4 separate regions of the Mus musculus genome follow, and all the other regions are linked to region 4. The links are chromatin contacts, called in public HiChIP or PLAC-seq maps. All regions are on one chromosome and are shown on one strand. Each heading gives the region's core, a stretch centred on a gene start, on an enhancer-like site or on the middle of the called end of the contact. The rest is flanking DNA. Distances are from core to core; before and after follow the strand shown.

What was found. HiChIP or PLAC-seq counts read pairs in DNA pulled down with a chosen protein or histone mark.
Region 1: a contact with region 4 is called in a FOXA1 HiChIP or PLAC-seq map of pancreatic cancer cells. The contact joins two enhancer-like sites. A contact is called at or near these places in 1 of 484 Hi-C or Micro-C datasets (uterus) and 2 of 115 datasets of contacts at active chromatin or transcription factors (fibro-adipogenic progenitors and pancreatic cancer cells).
Region 2: a contact with region 4 is called in an HNF4G HiChIP or PLAC-seq map of pancreatic cancer cells. The contact joins two enhancer-like sites. A contact is called at or near these places in 1 of 15 datasets of contacts at CTCF or cohesin (the NIH/3T3 cell line), 2 of 484 Hi-C or Micro-C datasets (adipose-derived mesenchymal stem cells and embryonic fibroblasts) and 3 of 115 datasets of contacts at active chromatin or transcription factors (astrocytes, pancreatic cancer cells and vascular smooth muscle cells).
Region 3: a FOXA1 HiChIP or PLAC-seq map of pancreatic cancer cells shows a contact between it and region 4. The contact joins two enhancer-like sites. A contact is called at or near these places in 1 of 15 datasets of contacts at CTCF or cohesin (large pre-B cells), 3 of 484 Hi-C or Micro-C datasets (beige adipocytes, embryonic fibroblasts and uterus) and 3 of 115 datasets of contacts at active chromatin or transcription factors (astrocytes, bone marrow-derived dendritic cells and pancreatic cancer cells).

The regions. Positions count from the first base shown.
Region 1 is chr2:117,636,272-117,639,513 of GRCm38.p6, reverse strand. No RefSeq gene overlaps it. Among named protein-coding and RNA genes, the nearest start is that of Gm32210, 67 kb to the left of the region's middle. Within about 2 kb of position 1,958, at least 7 of the 459 cell types and tissues checked have an H3K27ac peak or open chromatin away from gene starts, as enhancers often do. A contact at or near this core is called in pancreatic cancer cells, where this site is marked.
Region 2 is chr2:117,730,095-117,733,319 of GRCm38.p6, reverse strand. The region is part of intron 2 of Gm32210 (a long non-coding RNA gene); the gene reads right to left. Among named protein-coding and RNA genes, the nearest start is that of Gm32210, 27 kb to the right of the region's middle. Within about 2 kb of position 1,864, at least 38 of the 459 cell types and tissues checked have an H3K27ac peak or open chromatin away from gene starts, as enhancers often do. A contact at or near this core is called in pancreatic cancer cells, where this site is marked.
Region 3 is chr2:117,779,662-117,782,514 of GRCm38.p6, reverse strand. No RefSeq gene overlaps it. Among named protein-coding and RNA genes, the nearest start is that of Gm13985, 32 kb to the left of the region's middle. Within about 2 kb of position 1,509, at least 36 of the 459 cell types and tissues checked have an H3K27ac peak or open chromatin away from gene starts, as enhancers often do. A contact at or near this core is called in pancreatic cancer cells, where this site is marked.
Region 4 is chr2:118,043,571-118,046,427 of GRCm38.p6, reverse strand. All of the region lies in intron 4 of Gm13986 (predicted gene 13986), which reads left to right. Among named protein-coding and RNA genes, the nearest start is that of Gm25308, 33 kb to the left of the region's middle. Within about 2 kb of position 1,552, at least 15 of the 459 cell types and tissues checked have an H3K27ac peak or open chromatin away from gene starts, as enhancers often do. A contact at or near this core is called in pancreatic cancer cells, where this site is marked.

The DNA of each region.
Region 1 (3,242 bases), core at 709-3,208, 410 kb after region 4:
AGCTCCAGGGAATCCGACAACCTCTTCTGGCCTCCATGGGTATTTGCACTAACACACACACACACACACACACACCATAATTAAAAATTAAATAAAATATTTTAAAGACCCACCTATATTGATACAGTAAACAAAGTTAATGTGTATTTGAAGAAGCAACTCATAAAAAGATAAGAAAATACTATGAGATGTTTTGAGCTCATAACTGATCCTACATAAACTCTTTTAGAAATCAAAGGAAATGTTTCCCAGCACATTTTATGAGTCCAATATTACCACAATACCAAATCCAGCAAAAACATAAAATGAAAACTATGGGGAAATCCCTGTCATGCATAAATCATAAAAATCCTTAACAAAATGTTAGCAAGCAAATTCAGCAATATATAAAATTCATAATGCAATGTAGTCTTACTTGTAATGCAATATAGTTTTCCACTTGGACATCGATCAGTGTGACCACGTGGTAACAGAATAAAGGCCAAAGAAAAGAATGAGAGAGAAACATGTGGCTCTTTTAACAGTTGTAGAAAGTGATTTAACAATATCAAGTCTCCATTCATGATGGATGGGGCCAGTGAATCAGAAGGAAGAATCTCTCAGCCTGCTCCAATGTCAAATAAAACCCTGGAGTCAAATGCTTGAGAGCCTTTGGGAGTGAAGCAGCCTGACACTATAATGTGTCTTTGTCCCATAGAATCCTTGGATCTATACAATCTGAAGACTGCACTATATCATAGATTAGAGAATTTGGGTAATAAAATATGTTAATATCTTCAAGAGAAACAAAAGAACAAAGATGAGAGGTGGTTTACAACACCTAATCACAAAATACCTTATTATAAAGTTACTCATTTCATGAATGCAAGGTACACACACACACACACACACACACACGTATATGTATATATTGAAAGCGAGAAAGAGACAGAGAGAGAGAGAGAAGATGAATTTATGAATGAATTTAAGAAAGTGAGGCAAAAATCTAGAAATAGAACTACACACATATAGTGACTATGTATTAAATAAAAAGCACCAAAATGATTCTTCAAATCAATCAGTATCAAAAGGGAAGTCTATTTGAGAGTGATTTTGACACCTTGATGTCTATGTTTCTATCATGAACTTCCACTTTTATTTCATAGAACAGTCAAGATAGATCATATGAATAGATAGATAGATCATAAGCATAGATATAAACACCAGACTTCTAGAAAAACACAAGAGTCAATCTCTGCCATTCTTGAAGTAGGCAAAGTATCCATAGCTTGGATAGAAAATCTGTTTATAAATGGGAAAAAAGATGAAATCCCTCAAAATTTAAAATATCTGTTAACAAAGCTCTATTTATTATTAAGAAAACTAGTTGTAAGCCAGGATCCGGGAGAACATATGTATAAGGCATGCCTCTGAAATGATCTCTACTAGGTAGTATAAAGAGTTACTATACCACTTTATACATATGTGTATTCTCCAATATATATTAATATCCAATATTATATAAATATATTTTCCAAACCTTTGGTGGGACAGTTCACAAAGAAAGATACCAGAGGTCCCTGAACCACAAGAAGAAGTTACTAAAATGATTATTAGGAAAATCAACTTAAAACTAAAATGTCACTTCATATACTAGAGGTCCAATCTCTGATAACAATGCTGAATCACTGCATGCCTCATCCGGCATCCGTGTGTAAAGTGTCACCCCCTGCACTGGAAAGCTGGACATGTGTGTAAACACAGAGATTCTATGAAACATCAGCTGCACCCTGAAAAGCAGTGACTGCCGATGTCCACTAAAATAGTTTTTACAAATTCTTGTATTCCTGTTATGCATTGTGCTAAAACTGGAAATCATCCAGGTGTCTATTGAGAAGGAAATGCACCGAGTGCACAGACTTGGGAATATTTATACAATGGAACAATAAATATTGACTCATGATGTGTGTAATACAAAGGACACATTTCAGAAGCATGTTGTGGCCAGATGGAGCCAGTCACAGGTGATGCTGCATAAGTCTGTGTATGTAAACCCTGCAGCAAATAAAATGTGCTGTTAGAAAACAGAGTGCTGGCCAGGATTATGGAGTTAAAACATGGTTTTACTAGAAAGGGGCATGAAGAATCTTGCTGGTATAGAAGTATTTCACATCTTGATTCATTTTAAGGGTTACTCAGATGTGTGTATTTATCAGAACTCTCCAAATACATGTGGATTTCACTACACAGGTGTTACATGTGAGTCAAAGGGAAAAACAATTTACATGAACGTGCACACATATGCACACACACACATACTCTTATTCTTCTTTCCCGTAATGCATTCGAGAAATACTATAAATATCTAGAAATCAGCACTTAGATCATATCTTACTCAAATAGTAACCATTTGCAAATGAACATTTGAAAGAATGACTTTCATCTGTGTGCATAGACCTATCTCTCTCTCTCTCTCTCTCTCTCTCTCTCTCTCTCTCTCTCTCTCTCTCTCTCTCTCTCCCTCTCTCTCCACATGTGTGCGTGCACACATGCACATGTGTATGAGACTGGTCTGGGACCAGAAGAGGGCATCAGATCCCCTGGAGCTGGAGTCACAGGCAGTTTCAAGGCACCTGACATGGAGCTGGGAAACAAACGTGGATTCTCTGTAAGACTTCGGTCTTAACTACTGAGCCTTATCTCCAGTCCCTGCACGCATATTTTAAAATAATGTATAAGAAGCTACTAATAGTATATGCTCCTCTGAAAGTCATGCTGATAAGAGTGAGGTGGTTTGATAGCAACCATTTAATTTACAAAGAAAAGAGCATCAAGCACTCTTAACATATTCCTTACAGTTCTGAGTACATTTTACACACATCTGAGACACACACAAACTTCTTTCATATTTTTAAATTTCCAAATCTTAGACAATTTTGAATTAAACTGCCTGGCAATGGGAAGAAACCCATTTATCTTTGTTGAATAAATTGTTGTTGTTGTTTTTTTTTAATTTCAATCTGTTGCAGTTTTCACAACTTTAGGAACTCATTAGCTTATTCAGAGTGTGCCAAAGGCTGGTCTAAAATTTTCACAGCATGGGCAAATGGTAAAATCAGCTCTCATCCATAGAGACCATTCTGCTGACCTTCTCAATAGCTGTGCAGAGAAAGATGGCACTTCACCTCCGAACGAATGCAGCCGAGCCAGGGAGATGAGCTCATTTGTCAAGGTTTGTTATCAATTAGCAAGTTTAGAATTGG
Region 2 (3,225 bases), core at 615-3,114, 310 kb after region 4:
AGAGAGACAGAGAGACAGAGAGAGAGACAGAGACAGAGACACAGAGACAGACAGAGAGACAGAAAGACAGAGACAGACAGAGACAGACACAGAGACAGAGACAGACAGAAAGAGAGATCTGGAAAGAGTTAAAGGTCTATGGCAGGCATGAAGAGGATTTAAGCACATTGTACAAAATTCTCAAAGAACTAGTGTGTGTGTGTGTGTGTGTGTGTGTGTGTGTGTGTGTGTTTTCAAGACCAATATTTAGGGCTATGGTTATTCCATTTTGAAGTGCTTACCTAGCATGTATTAGGCCTTACATTCATTTTCTAGTCCTACCAAAAATTCAAAACAACAAAAATTTTCTATAAAACCAACTCCCCCCCCCCTTTTTTTTTCAAATAACTCCTGGACTTGCTCATCCTTTTGGTCCAGTGAGACTGACTCTAAGTTTAGGAAACTCTGAGATTGACTACACAGAAGTCTCGCATTGTAAAATCACAATAACTATCCCTGTTGGAGCTTCCCTATGATTCTATTCACAGACCTTTGAAAATTCTATGGTTAAATGATTTCTCTCAATAACAGTAATAGTATGCCAGTCCTGAACACTCTCCAGCATGTTCTGAATGTACTCATACAAAGGGATAGAGGACATTTAGCAGAGAGTCTCATGACTAAGGTCAAAGGTGGGACATGTACAAGAAGGAGACACTTGGTGGCCTGTGTTACTTATGCAGAGATCCTGTGGGACTCCAATCCTGGCAGTGTAAGTGCATTGATAGTCATCATAACCTCAGCCTTAGTATCCGAAATAGACAGAGGCTTACTTTCTTGGGCTGGAAGAACAATTATCTGCCAAGTGGGAGATATACTTGCTCCTCCTTAATGGGTCATCACAGCAAATGTTGAGTAGCAATGACCTCATTCTATACCACTGTGTCCAATGTTTGATGTTAGAAGGGCTATAAAAGCTTTTTTCTAGATAGTTAAGTTGGATTGAACGATAAACAGTATGAAAGTTTCTGGTCTTCAAAGGCAAACTTATTTAAGTGAAATCTAGGCAAATAGCAGATCAAGTTAAGAGAAAATCATTTCTACTCGGTGAAGAGGTTATTTTTGTGGTGGCAGCCCCAGCAGAATCATTCACAGCACTCAGAAGTCATTATTGGAGCTCGCTTTTGGCAAGCCTGAAGCATTATGTGATCCAGAGAAATACTTTCTAATTATTAAAAACATGATATTGAAGGAACAAATGTTGTTGGCACCCACCAAGTGTATAATTGATTCAAAAGTCCAGTCCCAAAATAATTGTAACAAAACCATGTCTGTGAAACCTTCGCTGAGAATATGTGAGTGAGTGGGTACCACATTTTCTGCCCTTTAGTAGGATTTGGGAGTTAGATTACATGCTTTGTCTTTGGAACTAAAATGAAGAGCTGTTGCCCCAGGGAGACTGTAACTGAGGCCATGTGAAATAACTAAGACATTAAAATGGCAGACAAGCACTTGCTAGATTCATAAAATGTTTATTACATTGGCCTGTTGAATTCTCCTGACTGGAGAAAATGCTATCTCTCTTTAGAGAGATAGAAAATGAAATGGGCTGTGTGAAGTGAGGTGGAGGGGAGAAGAAAAAAGGAGAGGAAATGGCCAAAGCCAAGCAGAGCAGCTGTAATAGAGGAGGGTCAGGTAGGGATACAGAATGGCCTTGAATATGTGGATGGATGGATATATGGATGGAGGCACTGTTTTAAGCCACTCTGTTGTTAGACTGAAAGCAGTGAATTTGGAGAAGTAGCCAGACTGCTGTGCTTAGGGTCACACAACTGTTAGTATACTTCAGAGTTTGAGTTCCCAGGGTGTTGCCCAGTCATTCCTGTGGTTTGTCTCAACATGACAAGCGTTCTTGAGAAAGTTGTGGTCACAGTAGTTAGCCACTTGAATGACAAGACTGAAATAAGTGTCCATCTATTAAGGAGGGTATGTATTTTCAGAGCTTAAACAAGCCGCTAGATGGAGGATGCCTGGTGCTCAGAGTCATGGTACACAAATGTACTATTCAAGTTGGAATTGTGGAGCCTTGCTCTATTCTTTACCTTCTATTTGTCTCCTGATAGGACCAAAGACCTATTCAGTGCCTCTGGATTTCTTCCTGGACTTCCCCTGAAGCTTATCCAGGGGCAAGGGCAGAGTACTGCATATTCTGGCTCCTGGTCTTGCAATTTCAGTTTCTATGATGACCTTAGGATTTTTCTTCTTCTCCACTTCTTTGCAGATCATTCAATTCAGCTCACTTCCTTAGGACAAGTCATTGCTTGCTGACTGACTATGCATGTGCCTGGCCCTAGGATACAAAGATATCTGAAGTCTAATAAATCTCCAGTTCACTCTTCACCACATGAATATCTTCTTCAGAGTCTGAAAGTACCTGTCATTCAATAGCTGTGTGATGCTGAGGTTACTTCAGCCTTTTGTGCCTCACATCCTTCATCTGATGACTGAGATGAGGTTTACAGTAGTTAGTACATATGAGAGTATAGTGTAGATCCTATTTATAGTAAGCATCCAATAAGTATTACATATTTCTATTACTGTATTTAGCTTACTGCCTTCTAAGAAGGGCATATCTTCTATTAGATATTTTCCTTATTTCCAGTCTTCCATTTTATTCCCTACATGCATGTTTTCTTTCTTGTAAGTTCTGTCTGGTATCATAAAAGCTCAGTTGTAAAATTTTTACTCAGCTATAAGAAAGAATAAGATTTATGCTGTTTTCAGGCAAATGAATGGAACTGTAGATCATTGTGTTAAATGAAATAAGCCACACTCGGAATAATATAATATGCTTTTTCTATGATGTCATCCTAGATAAGAAAAGGGGCATGAAATTAAGCAAGATAGAAGGAAGACAGGGGTTAAAATAGCAGGTGACAAATATGATCAAAGTATGTTACATACATATATGAAAGTGCCTCTTATTCACTCTGATCCTGTGGGGAATTATTACAATGCTAAGGCTCATTTGCTGTTTGTCTCTAATAGTTTTATATTTTCAGGCAAGTGCTATATAAACTTTATGCATATGTATTAGATATTATAATGAGCGCTTTTAGAATGTCTGGGCTTATGTTACAATACTTTGGAGGGGTAGACTAGGATCAGATGTTTAAAGCCATTTTCAGCTACATAGTGAGTTTTCTGGCCTATATGAGAACATGTCCCCAAAACGAGTAAAAAACA
Region 3 (2,853 bases), core at 260-2,759, 260 kb after region 4:
GTAGAATTGAAAAGTTGGTGGGTGGTGGGTTGGCTATGAAGGCATAGGGAAATATAGGTACCAAGGATGCTGGTGACTCTGTTCTGTGAAGTTTTGGAAATTTTAGGATAGGTAGTCTTTCTGGAGGGAATGGATCATAGTGGGTGGGCCTTGAGGCCTGTGGTCCAGCACTGCTTCCTGTCATTTCTCCCTACATCCTGGTCCTCGGAGATGTGGACAAGAAACCCGACTCTCCTGACACTGTGCTTTCTCCCAACATGATGAACTGTATTCTCAAACCAGAAGCCCCAAAGAGTGATATTTTATTTTTGATATCAAATATTTTGTCACAGCAATGAGGAGAGTAACTAATATTTTTCTTTTATAGTACTACCATTTTATATAGGTATCTGTTGGGTTTAAAGCTTTTGGATTATTATTGTCATGTGATGGAGCAATTCACTGTTGTATGAATTTGACAGGAGACAGAGCACAGCTTCTCTTATGGAAAACTGAAGGGACCAGATGCAACATAGACCCAACCCTATATATAGTTCTCAGATAAACTGGCTTTGGCAATTGTTTGACTCCATATTAGAAACAAGTAAAGTTGTCACCCTGAGATATCAATGCTGACCACGTTAGTACCAGCAGCCATGGCAGGGCCAGAGAGCTAGTCACACTATTCCTACGGGATTGGCATTGCTGACCCTCCTGCCCAGCCTCCTTGTCATTTATGAACCCAATTCCATGTCTTTCTGATCGAGGGGAAATCCATCATGATGCCGATGAATGATAATGATAACGATGATGACAATAGCTAACAACTAGTGAATGTCTAATGTAAACCAGGTACAGCTGTAGTTAGTTCAGGAATAGCCGATCCGATCCTTTAATCATTACAAGTGATGTCTGCTCTCTTAGCCCTAGTTCCTCAAATGAGAGGCAGAGAAAAAAGTGGTATACAATCAGTACCACTGGCTCTTTGTCTAGTTAATGAGAAAGACAGAAGGAAGGCTCCAGAGTCTGGCTCCAGAGCCAGCCTTCTTATTAAGAATGGATTCTGTTCCTAGTTACCGAATCTGTCCATACATTTGCTTTTGCAATCCATTTTTCCCTTTGAGTCAGAGAGCATGTGAAAGTTAAAGATTGGGTATAAATCACTTTCTGTGCTCGGGACAATAAGATGGCAATTGAGACTCAGAGCACCCAGGGAGGCAGCAGAGAAGGTACTTCAGTTAGCAGGTCCCCTCTCCTATCTATGCTCACCTGCTGCCAGGGGTGGGGCTCTCAGCTTCAGCCCCACTCAGTAAGCACTGTCCTGCCCCAGGACACGGTAAACCCCAGGCTTGCAGGTGCCAAGACAGTCATGAAAGCTCCCATTGTACAACATCCGTGCAAAGGATTCGTGTTGAGGTTTTTGTGGGGACAAGGGAATGCTGAAAGCCAACTGACACACAACGGGGCCAGAGTGAAACTGTGTAGTTTCGATTCCCTAAGAGTCAGGGAGCACATTTGTTCAGGGCACCCTCAGCAGCCAGGAGAGCAATAAAGCATCCGCATTCCATGTAAAGAAAGCTCTGTGCACAGAGCTAGCAAAGTGGCCGCTCCTCAAGGTGACTCTGTCCTTCCTGGGGGACTTCCAGATGGTGAGGTGCCAAGCTGCAGAAGAAGCTGAATGAAGCTGAAATGAGGATGACAGAAGCTCATCAGAAGATTGAAAAGGCAGGCATTAGAGTCTGGGGATAGTCTATTACTTCCAGGACACCCACACCAGGACATGATTAGCATAGTCACTATGAAACGTGGTCTAAAGCCACACAATCCAGGTTGGGGAGGCAAATCGATCCTGCTCACCAGTGCTGATGACTCTGCTAAGTCCCCTGAACTTCAGCCCAGAGGCAAAAAAAAAAAAAAAAAAAAAAAAAAAAAAAAAAAAGCAGGTTTGAACTTTCGCTTCCTAAGAGGAAGGGTGGATGTGAGAGAGTCCCAAGGCACCATCCCAAGACCATGGCTGTCACCCAGTCCTGCTCCTGACCTGTGTCCTATCATTCTCATGCGTGTGGTGCTCTCTGCTGGCAGCTGCAATCGTGGTCCTTCTGCCACCCTGCTCAGAGATCTTACTCTGAGTCATGGGTGGTAGGAAGCAGCTCAGAGGAGATTTGATCTCCAGCCAGTATCCAGAACCTTCCAATTGCAGCAGAACTTCCTTGGCTCCTTTTAGGATCAATTGCCCTCCTATAAAGTCTCAGTCATAATCAAGAACAACCCTTCCCTCATCACCTTGGCAGTGGCTCAGTCTTCTGCATGCCTCATTTTTGTTTGTTTGTTTGTTTGTTTATGTTTTGTTTTTCAGTGGTGGTTGGTACCAAGGGCAACAGTGTCACTGGGTTAAGACTAGGAAATGACTTGATGAGCCTCTCCCTCACAATTCCCACTAGCGAACATCCCATTCTCGATATGCCTTAAAAGTATGTGAAAACAGTGAGCTGGCCATGGCAAATGCACCTTACAGCCAGATCCACCACACAGCCAGATCCACCACACAGCCAGATCCACCACACAGCCAGATCCACCTTACACACAGCCAGATCCACCTTACACACAGCCAGATCTACCTTACCGCCAGATCCACCACACAGCCAGATCCACCTTACACACAGCCAGATCCACCACGCAGCCAGATCCACCTTACACACAGCCAGATCCACCTTACACACAGCCAGATCTACCTTACCGCCAGATCCACCACACAGCCAGATCCACCTTACACACAGCCAGATCTACCTTACCGCCAGATCCACCACACAGCCAGATCCACCTTACACACAGCCAGATCTATCTTACCGCCAGATCCACCACACAGCCTAGTTC
Region 4 (2,857 bases), core at 303-2,802:
TATGACCTTCTCCAGAGAAAGAATTGCATCCAAGTGTCCTAACACTAGCTCTATCTAGAGAGCATCTACTTGTCAAGCATCCAGCTATTGTCTTTGGAGGCTCCTATCTTTTGTCTTGATTTTGCTAGTTATGCTGAAGTAACTTCCAACTCTCAGCCAGCAGAAACTGTAACCAGATTCTAGACTGTGTTAGTTACTTTACTGTTGTGGTGATAAAACACCAATCCAAGGCAACTTATGAAACCAAGAGTTTATTTTGGCTATAGTTTAAAGGGGTTAACATAAATGATGATGGGAGAAACGTATCAGCAAGCAGCAGGCAGCAGGCAGTAGAAAGGAGGCAGGATCAGAAAGCTAAGCACTCACATCTCCAAGCAGGAAGCCAGAGCACTGAGAATGGGAAGATGCTTTGAAACCTCAAACACAACACCAGTGATATATTTCCTCCAGCAAGACCACCCCTTCCAGACCTCCCCAAATAGCACTACCAACTAGGGAACAAATGCTCAAAACACAGGAGCCTGTGGGGGACATTCTTATTCAGTTAGTAAAATGCTCCTTTTAAACTTCTGTTCCCTTAATTTCCACCTCTTTATATCCTGCCTCAGTATCTTCCTTCTTAAATTAATTCAGTGCTCACTAACTCAATACTTCCTGGAGTGCTCTTGGGTGAATTATAAGGCCTGGGCCCAGAAAAGAGGGAGAATGACAGGGCATTTTCTAGTTCAGGTCAAAAGTGAGCCATGATTATTTTCTCTGTCTGTCTTCATGGAGTACTGATCTTTCCTCTTGGAGGTAGGTGTAGGGAGTCTTCATGGATGTGTGTGAAATAATCTCAGACAACTCTTTGGCTGTCCATCTATATCACAGTGACTAAGAGGTTCCCAAGGACTAGATTAGAGAAGAACCCTCAGGTGTTGCTGGTTCCAGGTTTGAAAGTGTTGAATGATGAATTAGCCATCTTTCCAAGGGCAGCAGGCTGGGTTCATGTGGATAGGTCTTGTCATAGAGAGCATGATAGAGCATTCTGTTTTCTGTGTGAGTCTTTGATAATTTTCAAAGTCAAGATTTCCCATGCACCTCAGACAGGAGGTTAGTCCTTGAGTACTCAATGTGTGCTGGTTTTATTTCATCACACAGGGAGTCATTCTTGCTAAAAGTTATAACTACGCTTTGCTGGAAGCTGCTGTTGTTACTTTTCTTTGTTGGACACAGCCAACAATCCAGAGAGTCTATAGATTCTATGGTACAGAATAAGAGTAGTGATCTCGATACTGATCAGGGGTGGTGGGTAGACTAATGATACCCGTCTATGCAAAGTTAAAGGCACTCTGTCTGGTCACCATGATTTGGTAATGTCAGGGTGAATGTTGTGCTCCATCCCCATGGGAGTGAGTGTTCTATTGTGGTGACTAGAAGGGAGACAGAACAAAGAAAATATGGGTCCCTGTGAGTTTGCATCTTTTTGATGCAAGGAAAATGTCTAATGGAAGCAATACCGGATCAACTGTTAGGAAATGTTTTTGTCCTGTGTCTGTTATTGACTTACTGAATGAGTCATCCAGTCTCCTGTGCTTGAGAGCTTCTGTCTGCCACAAAAGGAGAATGGGGGTGTAATCTTTCTCTGTGAACTGAATACAGGAAGTGTTATTCCAGGGTTTTCCATGGTAAAGATTAGAGATACAATTAAAGAAGGGGTCCACATCAGTCCAGCCAGTGGGAGCATCACTTACTGGAAGTCTAAATAGCCTTGAAGCTGGGTATGGTACCACACACTTGTAATCACAGTACCTGGGAGGGAGGTACAAGAAGGAGAATCTGCAGTTCAAGGTCAGCTTCTGCTGGACAACAAGAGATCCTGTCTCAAAAAAAAATCTTGATTGGTGGAGTGGGATTGATGCTTCATTTGCTGGGTTGTCATGAAGCTAATGTGTCATGTATGAATTGACCAGCGTAGTACCTGGTCATATACCTGATGTTTGCATATGTTACATGTATGTGTACATAATATGTGTATAAATGTATATACTTGTATGTGTGCATATATGTGTATGTATCTATATGTACATTTATATATAATATAAATAATATATGTGTATTATGCCTCTCTGTGTGTGTATGAAGCTTCTTTTTCTACTTCTTTCATCTGTCCTCCCCAGTGAACCCAGTTTGAAGCTGTATGTAGGTAGTTGTCAGTTTCATGACTACAGACTTTGATATTGACTTGACCTCTTTGATTGGCAAACAGCCAAAGCATGGAGGAACACCCAGGGCTCAGTAGAAAGCTCTGATACCCAGACCTGCTTGAAGCTGACATGTTCAAATGAACTGTGTCCCCCAGTGGGATTCTTGTGTCTTCCTGTATCAACCACTGCTGCAGATTGTTAGGCTATCTTGGATTCCTGTTGGATCCCTGTGAGGATGTCTCTGGAATCAAAGGAAAAACTCTGGGTTGGTTCTAATGAGTAGCTTCACATTCCAGGGCCTAGATGGTGTCTGCACATGGCTTGCACTTAACTGGCTTTCACTGTTTACAGGTTAAAGCCCCAATTTCGTTTCTATGAAGATTCCAGCCTCCTGTTCCTCAACTCCTGTCAGCTTCATCTTCACATCCAGTACTCCAGCCTGACTAGACTAAGCAGAGCTCATCCATCAGACCCCCATGCAGAGGGCCAGAATGCTCTGCTGCCTCACATCCTACTACCTCCAAACGTCCCTGACTCCACCATACCCTGGGTCTCAGGTGTACGAGCTCCTAGAGGCCAGAGACATTGTCTGAAGAAACAGTCTGTGTCCCTTCTGATTGTCCTTTCAGAATCAAATGTCATTAACACAAACTAGTGCCTTATTATAATTT